3 separate regions of the Ovis aries genome follow, and regions 2 and 3 are each linked to region 1. A link is a contact called in public Hi-C data. All regions are on one chromosome and are shown on one strand. The core of a region is the stretch at or near the end of the contact, and the rest is flanking DNA. Distances in the headings are between cores, read along the strand shown. Region 1 has its middle 100 kb from the start of SCARB1. Region 2 overlaps NCOR2 (nuclear receptor corepressor 2). Region 3 overlaps NCOR2 (nuclear receptor corepressor 2).

What was found. Hi-C and Micro-C count contacts between places; a contact is called where the count stands out from the background.
Region 2: a Hi-C map of tail adipose tissue shows a contact between it and region 1, with 5 times the contacts expected there. The contact joins two enhancer-like sites. A contact is called at or near these places in 4 of 16 Hi-C or Micro-C datasets (liver, omental adipose tissue, retroperitoneal adipose tissue and 1 more).
Region 3: a Hi-C map of hypothalamus shows a contact between it and region 1, with 6 times the contacts expected there. The contact joins two enhancer-like sites. A contact is called at or near these places in 7 of 16 Hi-C or Micro-C datasets (blood, hypothalamus, liver and 4 more).

What each region holds. Positions count from the first base shown.
Region 1 is chr17:51,070,904-51,073,611 of ARS-UI_Ramb_v3.0, forward strand. No RefSeq gene overlaps it. Among named protein-coding and RNA genes, the nearest start is that of SCARB1, 100 kb to the left of the region's middle. Within about 2 kb of position 1,433, at least 24 of the 54 cell types and tissues checked have an H3K27ac peak or open chromatin away from gene starts, as enhancers often do.
Region 2 is chr17:51,401,432-51,404,184 of ARS-UI_Ramb_v3.0, forward strand. It overlaps NCOR2 (nuclear receptor corepressor 2), which reads left to right. Exons shown (of 50, transcript XM_060401093.1): 15 at 1,474-1,528. Among named protein-coding and RNA genes, the nearest start is that of TRNAG-CCC, 95 kb to the left of the region's middle. Within about 2 kb of position 1,335, at least 36 of the 54 cell types and tissues checked have an H3K27ac peak or open chromatin away from gene starts, as enhancers often do.
Region 3 is chr17:51,418,622-51,421,342 of ARS-UI_Ramb_v3.0, forward strand. It overlaps NCOR2 (nuclear receptor corepressor 2), which reads left to right. Exons shown (of 50, transcript XM_060401093.1): 17 at 514-653; 18 at 2,453-2,625. Among named protein-coding and RNA genes, the nearest start is that of RFLNA, 95 kb to the right of the region's middle. Within about 2 kb of position 1,255, at least 3 of the 54 cell types and tissues checked have an H3K27ac peak or open chromatin away from gene starts, as enhancers often do.

The sequences.
Region 1 (2,708 bases), core at 183-2,682:
GTGGCCGGCTCCCAGGACAGTGCCTTCAACCTGGTCTGGAGAGTGGCTCCTGGTGGCTCCAGGCCTCGTGGCTGACACTGCGCCCTGCCCCCACCCAGAGATGGGCCTCAGCCTCATCCAAGTCGCAGATGCTGGGGACTCTTGGCCCAGAGCCAGGCTCTGGTGGACTGGTTTCCTCTCCTAAAACAGGTTGCTGCCAACATTAACTGAATGCTTCCTATGTGCCATGCACTGCTTTAAACTCTTCATATGAGGGCGTCTCATTTTCCTCATAACCCAGGTGAATGTTCTTATCATCACCATCTTTTTACAGATGAGGAGACAGGTGCAGAGAGGACAGGTAAACACCCAAGGTCTTATGGCTGCTAAGTGTCAGAGTTCAGATTTTAGGCTCAGCAGCTGGGTCCGGGGCATGCGTGCTTGTCTGTCACCCAGCGCATCTCCTCGTGGTCCAGTTAACCAGGACTCATGACTGTTGTTTGTCAGAGACTCCTACTCTCTTTTTTAATAAAAAAAAAAAATATATATATATATATATATATTTGGTGGTACCATGTGGCATGCATCTTAGTTCTCTGAGCAGGGGTCAAACCTGGGAACCCTGCATTGGAAGATCAGAGTCTTAATTACTGGACCACCAGGAAAATACTGCCCCCTCTACACCCCACCTTTAAAGGTATGAAAGTAAACTGAAGGTGTTAGTCGCTCAGTTGGGTCCAACTCTTTGCGACCCCATGGACTGTAGCCTGCCGGGCTCCTCTGTCTATGCAATCTTCCAGGCAAGAATACTGAAGTGGGTAGCCGTTCCCTTCTCCAGAGGATCTTCCTGACCCAGTGATTGACTCCAGGTGTCCAACATTGTGGGCAGATTATTTACCATCTGAGCCACCAGGGAAGCCCCCTTTAAAGGTATGTGCATCTTTATTTTTATTTTATTTATTTTTTCAGTCGCACTGTGTGACATGTGGAACTTCCCTGAGCAGGGATTGAACCTGGGTCAATTGAACCTTCATTGGAAGTGTGTAGTCTTAACCATTGGACCATCAGGGAAGTCCAGAGACTCCTGCTGTCTTGTATCCTTTCTGGAAATCATGCTGGGGAAACCAGCTTTGAGGAACGTCATTTTCAAGCAAATATACAGACGGGTCCTGATTCTGGAGCATCTGAGATTGAAAAGTTTGTTATTCCCAACTCAATCGTGGCTGCATCCAGAAAGAGGTCCCACACACCAACACGTGCCCTGCGATGCCAGAAAAGCCCTTAGCGGGGGTACATCTAGGCTCGTTCCAGAGAGGTCGAGAACGGGAGGGAAGGAGAAGAGTAAGAATAAACACTGCTAAAAATAGTGCTTGGCTCTCTCACACCCACAACAAGACTGCAAAGGGAGGGCAGAGGAGACTGGAGGAAGCCGCCCAGGACTTTTGCCAGAGGGAGGGCTAAGGGCCACTGCTTCAGTGGGGGCTGTTTCTCAGACTGTTCTCTCCCAGGGCTCGGGTGCCAGCTTCTGAGGGTTCCAGGCCTGGCATGCCTCCCCAGAGGGTGAAGGCCAAGTGGCCGTGTCTTGGAGTCTGGAGTCGTGAATGTTCCCAGATCTCACAGGCACTTTTGCCATGAGGCCTGAGCCGCAGCAAACTTGATAACATCCAGAGGTCCTCAGCTGAAGATGAAGGGGGTCCTTGGAGATGGAGATGTTTGTTTTCAACTTTAAGTGACAGATGTTTGAGCAACATCAGTCACGATGCACATTTCTGCACACTGACTCTCATCCACCCCCTCAACTTCCATGATGAAATGGGACTTCCGCTCCCCCGGGGAAGACATCTCAGCAGATGGGCTGGAATAATGTGGTGTGGACGGCATCCTTGTGGTGGCCTGGTTTGTGGCAGGCTCTCAGAACTGTGCAATGTTGTTCTGGTCTCTGGGATCTTCCATCTGTGCCCATGGCCTGCCCCATCTGCTTTTCCCTGGGCTGCTGGAATTTCTTCCATTTTAGGGGACAGGAACTCCCAGAGAAGACACTAAGAGTGTCTGGTCACAGGGTGGTGACCCAGCCCCTGTGGTCTCTGGCTGTGGCAGCTGCAACTGTTTGGGGGAAGGACATGGTTTCTTCCATGATATCAGATCTAGAGATTAGGCAGCCAGTGGGGTTTGGAAGCCAGAGCTGTTTGCAAAAGAGGCCCCAACATGCTGTATTCTGCAGGCAAGTCCCTTTGACCCCTTGGTGCCCCTGCCCTCCTCCCTCCAAAAGACACTCTAATTCCTGTTGCATTGATTTCATAGGTCCTCATGATGGTCACATAGAGGACTTTTCTTTATTTCTTTGGCTGCGCTATACGCCATACAGGATCTTAGCGCCCTGATCAGAGGTTGAACCCTTGCCCCCTGCAGGAGAAGCACATCTTAACCACTAGACCTCCAGGGAAGTCCTGAAAAGACAAACGCGTCACAAGGTACTCTTGGATCAAACATTCAGGATGCAGTTTACTTAAGTATCCATAACGTCTAGTAGAGGTGAGCTGTGAAACCGTACATCCCCAGGAGGTGTTGCTCTCACACATGGCGTGGGCGTTCTCCCAGGTGAATCATGGATGGATCTCTACTGTGTAAAACTAGCTTCTTTAAATGTTATGTGGAGATCAGTGGAAGTGTCAGTCATTCAGCTGTGTCTGACTCTTTGGGACCCTGTGGACTGTAGCCTGTCAGACTCC
Region 2 (2,753 bases), core at 85-2,584, 330 kb after region 1:
GCAGCTTGTGTCCTTCAGGGTGCCAGGTGATCACTCCTTTTCAGTGGAAGTTATAGCACTCAGGGCCTTTGAAAATCGTGTGTTAGTGCCGTAGAGCTCACTTAATGGCCTTGTGATTTCGAACAGCCACTTCTCCTCCCTGAACCTCAGTTTCCACATCTGTAAAATGGGTGTAGCCTCAGTGCTTCCTTGTGTGGCTGTTGAGGTGCCCCATGTCAGAGTAAATTCTCAGTAAACATCCGCAGAGGATACAGGTGTAAGTTGGAGGGAGGTGAACAGTTGACCTAAGGGAATCCTCTGAGTTTGCTTCTTGGTCTCCTGAGGGCCCCATCTCTGCTTGGGGAAACCCCAAGGAAGGGATATTTTGGGGGGTGGGGGGTGGGGGAAGGAAGTGTCACAGGGGCAGGGAGAGAAAGGGAAGATTCTGTCTGTCTGGAAAATCAGGGCGTTAGGCCGCCTCCAGCTCTGCAAGCTGCCTGAGGCGGGCTTGCAGGCCGGGAAGCCTGCCTGACTCGCGGCTTCCTCTGGGAAGACAGAGAGGCTGTTCCGGATTCTCCAGTGTCTGGTTGGGGAGCCGGGGAGGGGCCGGCTGGCCTCCAGCCCAGCCATCTGGAGGGCTGGGCAGGATGATCGCCAGCCCTGGCCCGGACTCCCTGGGGGTGGGGGTGGGGGTGGGGGACCCGGGGCCCCTGCCTCCCCAGCAGCCTCTTCCCTCCCCAGGGAGGCTGCGGGGTGGTGGTGTGTCGTGGCGGGGTGGGGGGGGGGGGGGGGCGGAGCAGCCAAGGCCCCGCCCAGCATCCCCGGGGCCCCAGCAGCCGTGACCCACATCTCCACCCCCGCCGTCCGCCTGCTCCTGTGGCCCTGACATTTCAGCCTGGCCGAGCTCTTTCCCAGTAATTCTCTCGGCTTCGCAGGAAGCCAGTTGGTGGGGCGCCAGTTCCCCGCCACCCCTCCAACTTCGGTCCCTTCTTGCCGCCTCCTGGGCTGGCTTGCCTCCTGCTCGCCTCCCCGCGGGCACTCGGAGCCTCTGCTCCCATCTCCCGGGGAGGCCCGGCAGCCTCGAGATTCTGTGCCGTCACCTCGCCCTTGGGGGCCCCGTGTGGGCCGGGCGAGGCCCAGCTTCCCAGGCCCAGCCGGAGATAGAAACAAAAGCAGATTTTTTAAAGGGGGGGAACCCCACCACAGGGCTGCATGTAATGTCCTCATTTTTCCTGGAACCCGCCTCTAGCAGGACAAACAAATGTATTTTCAAAGGCGCTAAAACTAGTGACTCACTCCAAGGAACGCCCTCTCTTACCCCTCGGTCCCGCCCGCCTCGGCCCTTCCCACACCCCCCTGGGCTTAATTGCTCCGAGTGGGGCGGCGCCCGTCCAGCCGGGCCCGCGGAGATGGCAGGCGCCCGGGAGCTCGGCGGCCGCCCAGCCGGGCAGCCCCCCTCGGCCTGGTCTCAGGCCCGCCCTTCTCTCCTCGCAGATTCATGCAGCACCCCAAGAACTTCGGCCTGATCGCATCATTCCTGGAGAGGAAGGTGAGTCTGCCCAGGAGTGCAGCGCCGCCCGCCCCTCCCCGTTCCCCTCTGGCGTCCACTTCTGCGGGTAGCCGCTTGGGCTGCTGGTGAAGGACCCTCCCTCCCCACCCACGAGGCCTCTGCCTGCCGGCCCCTTGCTCTCCTTGCTGTGTCTGACAGCGCTTTCCTCCTGCCTCCCTCCTGGGAGCAGCCACAGGCCCCGCCCCAGCCTCCCGGGCCCTCGGGGGCGGAGCTCCAGGCTGGGAAACCCCAGGAGAGTTGTGTGCACCAGCTCCTCCTCCGACGTGGCAGCGAGCATCCTGGCAGATTGGGCCTGGGTTCTAGAAGCTGTGCTGTGCCTGGCATCCTAATTAAGTCTTATGGGCAAGAGTGCTGGTCTTCCAGGGCACTGGATGGAATGACCTTTCTAGGTCCCTCTGATGGTCTCTATGCTGACACACCTTATGCCAAGCCAGGCGTGTGGCTGGCAAAGTCCTCATCCCCTTTGGATAAAACCCGATGGAGAACTGACACTCGAGCTTCACAGGGGTGGTGCCCTTCTCTGCTCCAGCTCCCTATTGGCAGGTGGACACAGAACGTCCTAGGGAATGGTAACGCCCCCTTTTGTGCACCCACGAGGCTGGGCTGGACGTGGCCCTAGGTCAGAGTCTGCCATTGGGCCCTAGCATCATCGGGGTGGAGCCAGACAAGCTTCCTGAAAAGGTTTACTTTCTGGAGCTGCTTGTCTGGGTGTTTAAAGCAGCATTTCCCCGAATCTTGTTTCTCAGTGTGGGGGTGTCTGCCCACCCCTAGCTTTGCAAACACCCTGCTAGTGGAGGCCTCATGCTTCCTAATTTTGGGAGGGCAGTTGGAGCAGAATCCAGGCGGGTGTTTTAAAGGGTAACAGTTGTTCCCAGCATCTGCCCTTAATGAACTGATACCCATAGAAGGAGGGAGATGGGGCAGCGTCGGGAAGCGAAATCTCTCCCGGCCTGAAAAACCAGTGTAGAGAAGCAAGCCCATAAATAGCCTCTCCCCTGAGTTAGTGGCAGCTTCTTACTAGGGGTGTGGACAATGCAGGAGACTCTAGGTTGGGGCTCCCCGGAGATTCAAGGAGGGATTTCAGACGTTGGTAATTGAGCAGCGCTGTTTGAATGAGGAAATCAGAGGTCCCTATGCTGGAGAATAAACTTTATGGTGTTCTTTGGCTAAGAGGCAGCCCAAGCTAAGACTCAAATAGAGCTTC
Region 3 (2,721 bases), core at 5-2,504, 350 kb after region 1:
TTTTGTCTGGGGCAGTCAGGCAAGCAGGCAGGCAGGGAACTCAGGCTGTGACCCAGTTTTCCCTGTGTTCACCCTGCTCTTGCCTGAAGCTGACCAGGGCCCCACCCTCCTGCCTTGGGGCTCCCACCACGCTTAAATCCTGGTGCCAGATGCCAACTCTGTAAGCATTCGCTCGTTTTGGCCTCCCCATGCCTGGCTGAGGGGTAGGCATGCTTTCAAAGGGAAGAATCGGAGCACAGAGAGCTTAAGACTCTCATCCAAGGTCACGCAGTCACCAAGTGCCAGAGGCCAGGGGTCTGACACGAGCACTTTCTATACCTTGCCCTTTGACTCCTGCCTCCCAGTGCCCCAGATTGTGGGGCTTTCTGCCCAGCTCACAGTGTAGGTGTTGGAGAAGGGGGCTCCCGCGGACTCCCCCTCCCCTCCAGCTCTCAGTCCAGGTGCAGAGCCTTGCCTGCCTGACTGTGTCCTTCTCTCCCCCACTGCCCCCTGCCTTCCCCTGGGGCCTGGCAGCAGCAGCAGCAACAGCAACAGCAGCAGCAGCAGATGCCCCGCAGCAGCCAGGAGGAGAAAGATGAGAAGGAGAAGGAGAAGGAGGTGGAGAAGGAGGAGGAGAAGCCTGACGTGGAGAATGACAAGGAGGAGCTGATCAAGTAAGGCCAGCCCGGTGGTCCTGCGGGGGGCCCGGCCACAACCCCCAGGTGGCAGGCGGGCGGGCAGGCTAGCAGGGGGGCCATGGTTGGTACTCAGCCTGCAGGCCACCCGCCCTCCACCCTCCGTAAAGGCGTGTGAGCATTTGCCGTCTATCTACAGCAGATCTCCTGCTGAGAAGGGAAGCGCTTTCTCCTTTGCCGGTCCCCTGGCAGCACGCACCCCCCTCCTCCTCCCTTCCGGAAGCCTGTTCCTCTCTCTTTCCTCCACCTGCCCGCCTTTCTCTTGAAGCCTCTGGAGACCTTAGAGACTGATGGCTCATTTGAGCTCTACTCCTGAGCTAATAAATCCAGGCAATGACTTTGGAACTCTTTGCCTCACCCCCCTGCCCCACCTCCCCGTCTTCTCCCCTTTCCTCCGCTGAGTCTCCTGAGATGCTGAGAGCGGGAGGGGGGCAGATCTGAGAGGACGAGGTACACGCAGGCGGCAGCCCTCACCTTTAGAATTATTGCTGTCAGTGTGAGTTCTTGCAGATCAAGGCACAGCCTCGCCTCGGGGCCCCTGACGGCCTCCCGTGCCTGCCAGGGGTGGAGCACCGCCAGCTGGAGATTCACTCCGAGCAAGGGGTGAAGGGGGGGGCGGGCACAACTTAGCGCCAGGTACCTGGAGCAAGCTCAGGAATGTGGCTTCTGAGAACATCTGGCTTCGTTACCCCCTGTCTGCCAGACGTTCCTGCGAGGGCCTTCAAGAAGATGAATGGAAGGTGGTGGTGATAAATCTGAGCGGCCCTGCAGTAAACTCCCCTGAGTCGGCTTCTAAGAAGAGTCCCAGCCCCAGCTATTGAGGTCACATGCTCCCCACACACCTGACTCGGCCTGCATCAGGCCGGCGGAATACTCTCCTCTTGCGTTTTCTGCAAGCCCCAGTGGCCCGTGATAACACAGAAGGCAGAGTTAGCATTGTTGGTAGGGAGGGGGACATCTCCTCTGTGGGGAGTAAAGTAGCCTGAAGGGTGTACCAGCCTGCACCCCTATGCATTTAATCCAGTAAGCTTGCAAACGGATAGCAGAGAGCATCTCTAGTTGATGTATAAAATGGGCTTGCAGGGCTTCCCTGGTGGCTCAGTGGTAAAGAATCCACCTGCCGATGCAGGAGACACAGGTTCGATCCCTGGTCCGGGAAGATCCCACATGCCTTGGAGTAACCAAGCCCGTGTGCTACAGCTACTGAGCCTACAAGCCTGGAGCCCGGGAGCCACAACTCCTGAAAGCCCATGTGCCCTAGAGCTGGTGCTCTGCAACAATAGAAGCCACTGCAATGAGAAGCCTGATCACAACTAGAGAGTAACCCCCACTCTCCACAACTAGAGAAAAGCCCTTGGAGAAATGAAGACCTACCTACCCCGGCCAAATAAATAACTTAAGAAAAAATGGGTTTGCAGATAGCCACCAGCCCATACCCACACTGGATGAATAAAATAAGGCAATCAGTTACCTACCAGCCCACATCCCTGTTGGAGAATAAAGCAGATGACAGCTACCAGCTCTCACCTCCCTTTTGATAAATAAGATGGCATTGCAGACCTCTAGCAGCCTCATTCCCTCAATCTGGTGAATAAAGGAGCCTTGCAGATTGCTACCGCATTACCCCGAGCTTTCCCCCTTTTTTCCGCTCCCTTGGGCTAGTAGAAAATCGCTGGCAGCCAGCGCTCATCTTGCTAAAGAAAAGCGGCTGTCTTGAAACTGCCGTTTAGGTTCCTGGCCCAGGTGAAACCATCCTTGCCTCCCCTCTCTGGCCTTAGGGAGAAGACGGACGACACCTCTGGGGAAGACAACGATGAGAAGGAGGCAGTGACCTCCAAAGGCCGGAAAACCGCCAACAGTCAGGGGAGACGCAAAGGCCGCATCACCCGCTCGATGGCCAACGAGGCCAACAGCGAGGAGGCCGTCACCCCGCAGCAGAGCGCTGAGCTGGGTGAGTCTTGGGCTGGGGATTCAGAATCCCAGCATTCGTTGCAAACTTGCTATTTGACCTCTCTGTGTCCTGATGGCTTCATCAGCACCAGGGTTG